Linked DNA regions of Mus musculus: regions 1 and 2 are each linked to region 3. The links are chromatin contacts, called in public HiChIP or PLAC-seq and promoter capture Hi-C maps. All regions are on one chromosome and are shown on one strand. Each heading gives the region's core, a stretch centred on a gene start, on an enhancer-like site or on the middle of the called end of the contact. The rest is flanking DNA. Distances are from core to core; before and after follow the strand shown. Region 1 holds the start of Ralgapa1 (Ral GTPase activating protein, alpha subunit 1). Region 2 has its middle 4.7 kb from the start of Aldoart2. Region 3 holds the start of Cfl2 (cofilin 2, muscle).

The links. HiChIP or PLAC-seq counts read pairs in DNA pulled down with a chosen protein or histone mark. Capture Hi-C pulls out chosen DNA fragments and counts their contacts.
Region 1: a promoter capture Hi-C map of liver shows a contact between it and region 3, with 2.1 times the contacts expected there. The contact joins the promoter of Ralgapa1 here to the promoter of Cfl2 in region 3. A contact is called at or near these places in 1 of 39 promoter capture datasets (pre-B cells) and 1 of 9 other capture datasets (liver).
Region 2: an H3K27ac HiChIP or PLAC-seq map of large pre-B cells shows a contact between it and region 3, with 5 times the contacts expected there. The contact joins the enhancer-like site here to the promoter of Cfl2 in region 3. A contact is called at or near these places in 3 of 39 promoter capture datasets (hippocampal neurons, liver and pre-B cells) and 2 of 115 datasets of contacts at active chromatin or transcription factors (embryonic stem cells and large pre-B cells).

Annotation. Positions count from the first base shown.
Region 1 is chr12:55,819,754-55,822,453 of GRCm38.p6, reverse strand. It overlaps Ralgapa1 (Ral GTPase activating protein, alpha subunit 1), which reads left to right and starts at 1,287. Exons shown (of 42, transcript NM_001368814.1): 1 at 1,287-1,792. The coding sequence starts at 1,687.
Region 2 is chr12:55,559,158-55,561,857 of GRCm38.p6, reverse strand. No RefSeq gene overlaps it. Among named protein-coding and RNA genes, the nearest start is that of Aldoart2, 4.7 kb to the left of the region's middle. Within about 2 kb of position 1,382, at least 83 of the 459 cell types and tissues checked have an H3K27ac peak or open chromatin away from gene starts, as enhancers often do.
Region 3 is chr12:54,861,512-54,864,211 of GRCm38.p6, reverse strand. Cfl2 (cofilin 2, muscle) reads left to right here and starts at 1,335. Exons shown (of 4, transcript NM_007688.2): 1 at 1,335-1,468; 2 at 2,379-2,686. The coding sequence starts at 1,466.

The DNA.
Region 1 (2,700 bases), core at 38-2,537, 960 kb before region 3:
CAGATTCAAAATAAAAATCAATCAGCTCAGCAGTTAAGAGGACCTAGGTTCAATTCCCAGCACCTCCATGGCAACTTGCAGCTGTCTGTAACCCTAGTTCCAGGGGATCTGATACCATCTCACAGACATATATGTAGGCAGAACACCAAAATAAACAAACAAACAAGCTGGACAGTGGTGGCACACACTTTAATCTCAGAACTCTGGAGGCAGAGGCATGTGGATCTCTGTGAGTTCTAGGCCACCTTGATCTACAGAGTGAGTTCACAGCCAGGGCTACACAGAAAAACCCTGCCTTGGAAAACCAAAACGAAAAAAGCAAATGAATAAACAAACAAATAAAATAAATTATTTAAAGTCTCTAAAGAAAAATACAAACAAAATTGTCTAACAAATATTAATTCAGAGTGACGGAAGATAGATCAGCAGGGGACTGGGCACTAGGGACAGGCAAAGACAAAAAGCCAGAGTTTGTGATTACTACTTGTGTTTTGTAGTTTTTTGTTTTGTTTTGTTTTGTTTTGAGACATGGTCTAACGTAGCTGCCATTGACCTTGAATTATGTCTTCCCAAATCCTAGTATGACAGCAGAGCACTACCACACTTAGTTAATTGTTTTACTTGGATCTTACACAGCGTTCTTTGGATTTAGGTGAGTATTTCACATCTAAAGACAGCCTTCCTTTAAAATCATCCAGATTTCTTAATTTTTTTTCTCTGATATATGGTAGGATGCATTTACTTGTACAAGATATTTTATTTATTTATGTCTGTTTTCTTGGTGCTGGAGATCTGGTGCTAGAGCGAACTGCAGCTCTAGCCATGTGCATGTTAATTTAAAGGAAAAGGATGCAACACTCCCACGCATCTCTAAAGTACAGTACATTTTTAATCATTATTTTGCAAGACGCAGGAAGAATCCAAATTAGAAAGTGAACGGTTTGCAAAACACAGGAAATATCCAAATTAGAAAGTGAAATGACGTCAGAGCCAAGGCTTCAGAGCTAGTATCAAGCTGGCCTTGCACATCTGTTCTGATGTTTAAGTTACTCAGAGCGGTTTAAAGAGTGGAGATGAACGACTTTTTCAACAAAAACTCTAGGAACCGCTGTTTACAAGGAGCACACAGTAGACAACACCTTCCTTAACTTTCTTGCCCTTCTTCATTACTACAGACACAGGAAACCAAGAGGCTATAGAGGCAGGAATGAGCTCACGCTGACATGACGTCACGAGCACTTGACGTCAGAAGGCGGTTGCCACGGGGACCGTTCGCCACCGACGGCAGAGTCGTGAAACTCCATCACCACACGACTCGGTTTTGGCCTCCGCGGGGTTGAAGCTGCTAGAGACGCTTCAACCTTAAGGGGGCCTCAGGGAGAGAGGAGTGGCGCCGCGGCGGAGCGCTCCCTCTCCGCGGCTGTGGGGATTCCTGCCGCGGCCTGGGCGGCGGCGGCCGCTCCGCGTCTCCTCGTCGCTGCAGCGCGCGGGGCGGATCCGCCATATTGGAGCCGGGGCTGCAGGTTCCGTGCGGCGGCGGCGGCGAGAGGCGGGCCTGGCAGCGGGGCCCGCGCGGCAGCGGCGGACGCGGGGGAACGCATGAGCCGCCGCGGCTAGCCTCTTCCCCGCCCACCGCCTGCGCTGGGTCGTCGGGACCCGGCCGGGAGGGGCCGCGGCGGCCGCAGGATGTTCTCTAAGAAGCCGCACGGGGACGTGAAGAAGTCCACCCAGAAGGTGCTGGACACCAAGAAGGACGCGCTGACCCGCCTCAAGCACCTGCGCATCGTCATCGGTGAGGGGAGCCGCGACCCCGGGGCGCCGCCGCGGCGGCCTTGCTGCCCCCGGCCTGTCACCCCGCGAGCTCCGGGCTTCGCCCTCGCGACCTGGCGCGGTCGGGAGTGAGGGCCGGCGGCGCCTCTGCCCACGCGCGGGCGGGCGGCGAGGGAAGGGGACAGCTTGGCAGTTGGTACAAATCAGTCAGCACCAGCACGGAGAGACCCACGTTGGAGTTCCTGGTCTGATTGTTTAAAAAAAAAAAAATGACAGTCAGGCCAGAAACTTAAGTCCTTGATGAGACTTCAGGGACACTTGGCGTTGTGGGTAATGGTGTTTAGAGGGTGTGCTTGCCATCTGACTACTGCCATCCCCACCCGAGTGCAAAGCAAAGCAAAGCAAAGCGCTGGCTCGGCCAGTGGAACCCGTAGTCTTTCAAGTTTTTTTGGCAGGTGAGGGCCCTGGAGGAAGCAGTTGCACCTCTTTGGGAAGTGGGTGGTTCCTGAAGCTTGGGGAAAGAACCCCGCCCTATACACCCTGTTCTTCATTTGCTGTCCTTTAGGAAGAAAACTAATTATAGAGAAGAAGGTTCTCGTGAACGATACAGAATTAAGTTTTCATTAAAAATTTCTTACTCTCTGCCGTCTCATCAACTTTAGTGTCTCTGAAGACCGAAGCAAGCTAGATTTGGGATAAAGTGTTAAGCGAGGATTTTTGGATACTTGGTCATAGACAACTTGGATTTTTTTTTTTTTTTAAATGAAGAAATTTTGAGGTAAAAAGGAAAGTTGACCAGGGCTTAGACATATAGAATGACAATAGGATAGCTGAGGTTAGATCTCAGATGTCTGAATTCTAATTCAGAGTTTATCATCTCAAGCTGTCCTCCTAATTTCTGTCTGTTTTGGAAAGTGACTTATATGTTTA
Region 2 (2,700 bases), core at 133-2,632, 700 kb before region 3:
CAATTCAAGACAGGGTTTCACTTTATAACCCTGATGATCCTGGAGCTGTCTCAGTAGACAAGGTTAGCCTCAGAGGTCTGCCGGCCTCTGCATCCCAAGTGCTGAGATTATCCCAAGTGCTGAGATTAAAAGCGTGTGCACCCACCAACTGGCTGACATTGAATTTTTTTTTAATGTAGTCAATAAATTTTTTTGTTTGTTGTTTTTTTTCTTTTTAATTACTTATATTATTTATTTACATTTCAAATGCTGTCCCCCTTCCTGGACCCCTCTCCTTGTTGGAGTTTTTAATGATCTGGTTTGTTTTAACTGGGAGCCTTATTTTGCTGTCTGAGCTGGCCTTGCACTCCTGAGTTCAAATGGTGCTGAGCAGCTGGGACAAGCTCACAGCCCCGCACAGCCTAATGTATGGCATGGCCTCTGTTTCCGATTCATTCTCGGAGGAAAACACGGACAGCCCTACTAGCATTGCTTCCCATGGGCTCACCACCAGAAGCAAATTCAGTCACTAATTTACTGCTTTGCAATCTAGGTGTTTCTTTGTTAGAGACTGTTTTCAGTTTTAGGATCAGTCTTTGATAATAAGTAAATGTCTGGTGAGTTCCCAGCAAAAGAATAAGATATGTCTGCTGAGTCAAGAGTAAACTGGACAAGAAATGGGGGTGGCTGAACCCCATGTTTTGGAAAGCTTGGGACAGACAACTAGATCCAAACCTTCGTCGTTTGTAAGTGAAGGTGGCCAGATACTCCTGCACCCACAAGGGGCGAGTTCTTTAACTTCTGCGGAAAAAAAATGTTTCAAAGTTTCCTGAAACTTCTACTAATTAGAAATGAAATGCAGCCAGCAAAGCCGTGGTCATTTCTAATTTACAATATTGCTTCGCTTCCAAGGTAAACGTGGACAAGTCACAACTTCTTTTGATGCCCGGGGGATTGAAAAAATTAAATCAGCGGGATTGACTATTGATGTTTTCTAGCAAATGTTTTGAAATCTCTACCTTTCATCCATCTTGTAGGAAAACAGGATTGCTTTCTGAGCCTTCAAAGATATTAATTCCTTTAATAAATCCTTACTCGGACGTTGGGAACTTCCGAGGGTCAGGTTTCTGTAGCAATCTTTCCATCAGGGGTGAATGGTGCCCGCAGGCAGGCTCCCAATTTTTTCCCAAGTGTCATCACTCTTGGTCTGAAACTGGGGTGAACCAGCATTACGAGAGATTAAGCACACCTTCTGTCCAGCCTTTTTAGATTTCCTTATTATATTCCTTGCAAAGCAAATTTCGAGACAGGCTGTTCGCCTTCCTGGGGATCAGCTCTTAAGGAGATAACGCGCCGAGACGCCCTGCAGTCACAGTCCCACCTCTGCTCTTTGACCCCTGCTCCAGCCAGAGCTGAGAACGTGGAAGGGGCGGGGCTGGGCTCGGGAGGAATTAGTGTAAGAGCTGAATAGACGTTATCAAGACTTGTGAACCTGTATGCGATTCTCAAAGAGTTGATGCAAATCTCGTATTTTTAAAAACAAACAATGGAGAGTGAGAGATTCCTAAAGTACACTGGATATGTGTCAAGAAAAAGTACAGGAAACTGAAACAAGGAAGTTCCGCCTCAGTGAGTGTGTGAGCCTGACAGGGAGGGAGGGTAACCCCGGTGGTGAGGATTCTGAGGCAGCGCCCATTCTTCTTCAATAGGCTTTATCTAAGGCTTATACAAAGGTAGTAGAAATACAGGAGGGTGACACCTCATTCTCGAGGACAGCATTATGTCAGTGTCTCTCATTAAGAGCGAACATCGAGGACATCAGTCTAACAAGTTGTCCTAAGGCACCTGCTATAAATTCATGTTTAATGTGTAATTATGAATATATCTCTGCTGAAAGAGTGGACACCATTTCTCTTTTTGTCCTAGCCATTAAAAAGAGAAAAAGGAAGGATACACAGACTGTCTTTGTGGGAAAGAATGATGCTTGGTGACCCACAACCCAACTGGCATGGCTCCCCTGGACACTAAAAAGGGGGTGTCCGTGTAGGGAGAAGATGGAACAGTGATTTGAGATTTGCTTGCTTAAAGCTCTGGATGCGATCTGTGAAGGAAGGAAGGGCAATCTCCTGTGTGGAGATCAGAAGGCAACCTTCAGAATGCAGCTCCCCTCTCTCACCTTGTTGCGGCAGACTGCGCAGCCGTACTCCGGGCGAGGTAGCCAGCAAGCTCCTGTGTGGTTCTCCTGTCTTTACTTCCTGTCTCATGCCAGTGCAGAGATCACAGATGCACACCTGCTCCTCATCTGACTTCTCCTTGTACAAAGGTTCCGGGGTCAAACATGACATGACATCAGTCCTGGGCAGCTGGTACTCCTAAGCCATCTTCTTGGGTTTTTAAAATGCTTGATAATCACCCCGAACCCATCCCCCACCCTCGCCACCACCACTTTTTTTTTTTTTTTTTTTAAATAGGATCTCACTATGTCGATTTATCAGGCCTGGGGTAGTCTTCAATTCACAGAGATTGACTGCCTCTGCCTACCCAGTGTATACCGCCACATCTGGCTTTTTTTTTTTTTTTTCATTACAGTGTAGTTCACTTAGTGTGACTCTGTGTGTGTATGTGTGTGTGTGCATATGCATGTGTGTGTATGTGCATGTATGCATGAAGCATGACATTACACACCAATTCCTGACAGTTGTGGTTTTTCCTTCCACTATC
Region 3 (2,700 bases), core at 86-2,585:
ATGTATAATAATAAATCTGTGGGCCTGAGAAAGTAGAGTGGACCGGAGCACCCACAACAGGCAGCTCAGGCAGCTCACAATGGTCTGCCACTCTTGCAACTCTAGCTCCAGTGATCAAACATCTTCTGGCTACTAAGGGCACCCACACACACATAGCAGACCTTCACACAGATACACCTACATGTACACTGAGTAAAAACAAAAGGATTTTTTACATTTATTTTTTATGTGTGTGCACATGTGCAGGTGTTTGTGAAGGTTAGGAGAGGGAGTCAGGGTCCATGGAGCTGAGCTCACAGGTGACGACTGCCTGTGTGCTGCCTGACATGGGGATAGGGTACCACCAAGCTCGATGACTTAAGTTTAATTCCCAGGGCCCACACGGTAGAGGAGAAATGACTCCCACAGCACACCTATTCACACACACACACACACACACACACACACACACACACACACTCTCTCTCTCTCTCTCTCACACACACACACACACACACACACGATTTCAACACAATTACCAAATCAAATGTGTCAGGCCCTTTTCTCTCCACATATAAACATTTATTTTTCTAGTAATCTCAATACATCCCATTTACAGGGGAAAAGAAACGTAACTTGAGCAGTTTCTGGTTTTACTTGGATTATAATTCTGTCCAAGGTATCTCCAGAGACTTTTTGTGACCTCACCCTCTTCTTGCAGAATTCCAGGTATAAGCCAACATTCCTGCTTCTCATTCTGCCTTTGCTTAGTACTTCAATCACTAAGGTAATATTTATAGTGTTCGTTCTCCTTTTAGTAATAAGAGGGGTCTAAACCCAGGGAGGTGGTGCTTGCCTGTAATCCCAACACCTGCAGGATGGAGGCGGGATCCGTTCAAGGTCATCTGCAGTTACTTCATGAATCAAGAGACCCGCAAAAGACTCCAAACGAGATCCTGTCTCAATTCAAACACACAAAGAAGAATAAGATCTTAACGATTCATTCAAAGTCGGGGCTTTCCAAAGGGGTCCCGAAAGGTTACAATCCGGACCCTTTCCGTGGAAAGCGCAAGTGAATGAAGCAAAGAGCTCTCTACCCGACCACCACACCCCGTTTCCTCACGTCACAACCCCCCAGAGCAGCGCCAGGAGCCCGCGAACCGCTCGAGCGTTGAACCCGGATTGGTCGCTACGACCATCCCTGTCAGCATCGGGGCTCCCGCCGCCGCTGCGCGTGGTTCTGCTAGCGGTTCTGGAGCTCCGGGGTCAGGCGGAGGACAGCGGCGGGGGCGGGGCCTGACCACGTGACCGCCCCCGCCCCGCCCGCCCTGCGGCCCTCCAGCCCGCCGCCCGCCCGCCCGGCTGCAGCTCCCGGCGTGCCCTGCACTCTCTGCTGCCCGCCGCCGACCCCTCCTTCTTCTCGTCCCAGTGCCACCGAGCCGGAGTCCGAGCCACCGCCGCCGCAGCCACTTCAGCCGCGGGCACTATGGTAAGGTGGGCGCGCCGGCGGGGGAATGCTGGGCGCGGCGCGGATCCCCGCGCGGCCGCCATCTTAACCCTGCCTGGGCCTGTGCGGTGGGCGCTTCGGCGCTGCGGGCCGAGGGCTCGAGGCCCTGCGGCCGCTCCGAGTCCCGAGGCGGGAGGGCCCGGCGCAGGCCCGGCGCGAGAGGGTCGCTCCTTGGGCCAGGGCCCCCGCGTGTTGCTCTGCCCTGCGCGGCTTAAGGTTTTTAACTCGCGCGCTGTAAGGTTGGTACGTGGCCAGCAGCCTCTGGGTGAGGGTCTAGGAGGCCGGCCATAACGCCGTTCCGAGGAGATTGAACAGGTAGAAACCTATTTTAAAACGCTTTTCTCGCCGTAGGGAGCCTTTTCACGGGATCTGTTAGTTTCAAAGCGGCTGCCAATGGGCGGTGGGGCGTAATCGCTGTAGCCGCAGCGGGTTGGAGTTTACACTTGATTCTCTTTCCTTATGTGGAAGCAGCCGTGGCTAAGACGGCTTTAAAGAAAGAAAAAAAAAATAGTAGAAGCGTTAACTGAAATCCTGGAGTGTTTTTTTTTAAGGCCTGCAGAGTTGACACAATACAGAAGGTATTTTTGCTGCTGCTCCTGAAGCTCTGACATCACCCAGTGAAATAGGAAACATTTCAGGCATGGCTCAACTGTATTTGTCCCTTCCCACCTCCCGTTAGCGGTTCTCTCCGTACTCCTTTAAGAAGGATGAATGAGCAGTATGAGTTAGACATTTTACCCGTATCTTCTTCTGATATTTAAAATTGACAGACCTAATAGGACTGCTTACGTTGTTTGGTGCAGTTTTTTAATACTCTGGCCAGACTGAAGTCTATGATTTTGGTTAAAACCGAAATCCTTATTCTAAATTCCCACCCTTTGTTTGTTTTCAGGCATCTGGAGTTACAGTGAATGATGAAGTCATCAAAGTTTTTAATGATATGAAAGTAAGAAAATCTTCTACACAGGAGGAGATCAAAAAAAGAAAGAAAGCAGTTCTCTTCTGTTTGAGCGATGACAAAAGACAAATAATTGTAGAGGAAGCCAAGCAGATCTTGGTGGGTGACATTGGTGACACTGTAGAGGACCCCTACACATCTTTTGTGAAGTTGTTGCCTCTGAATGATTGCCGATATGCTTTGTACGATGCCACGTACGAAACAAAAGAGTCTAAGAAAGAAGACCTAGTATTTATATTCTGGTGTGTAAAAACAA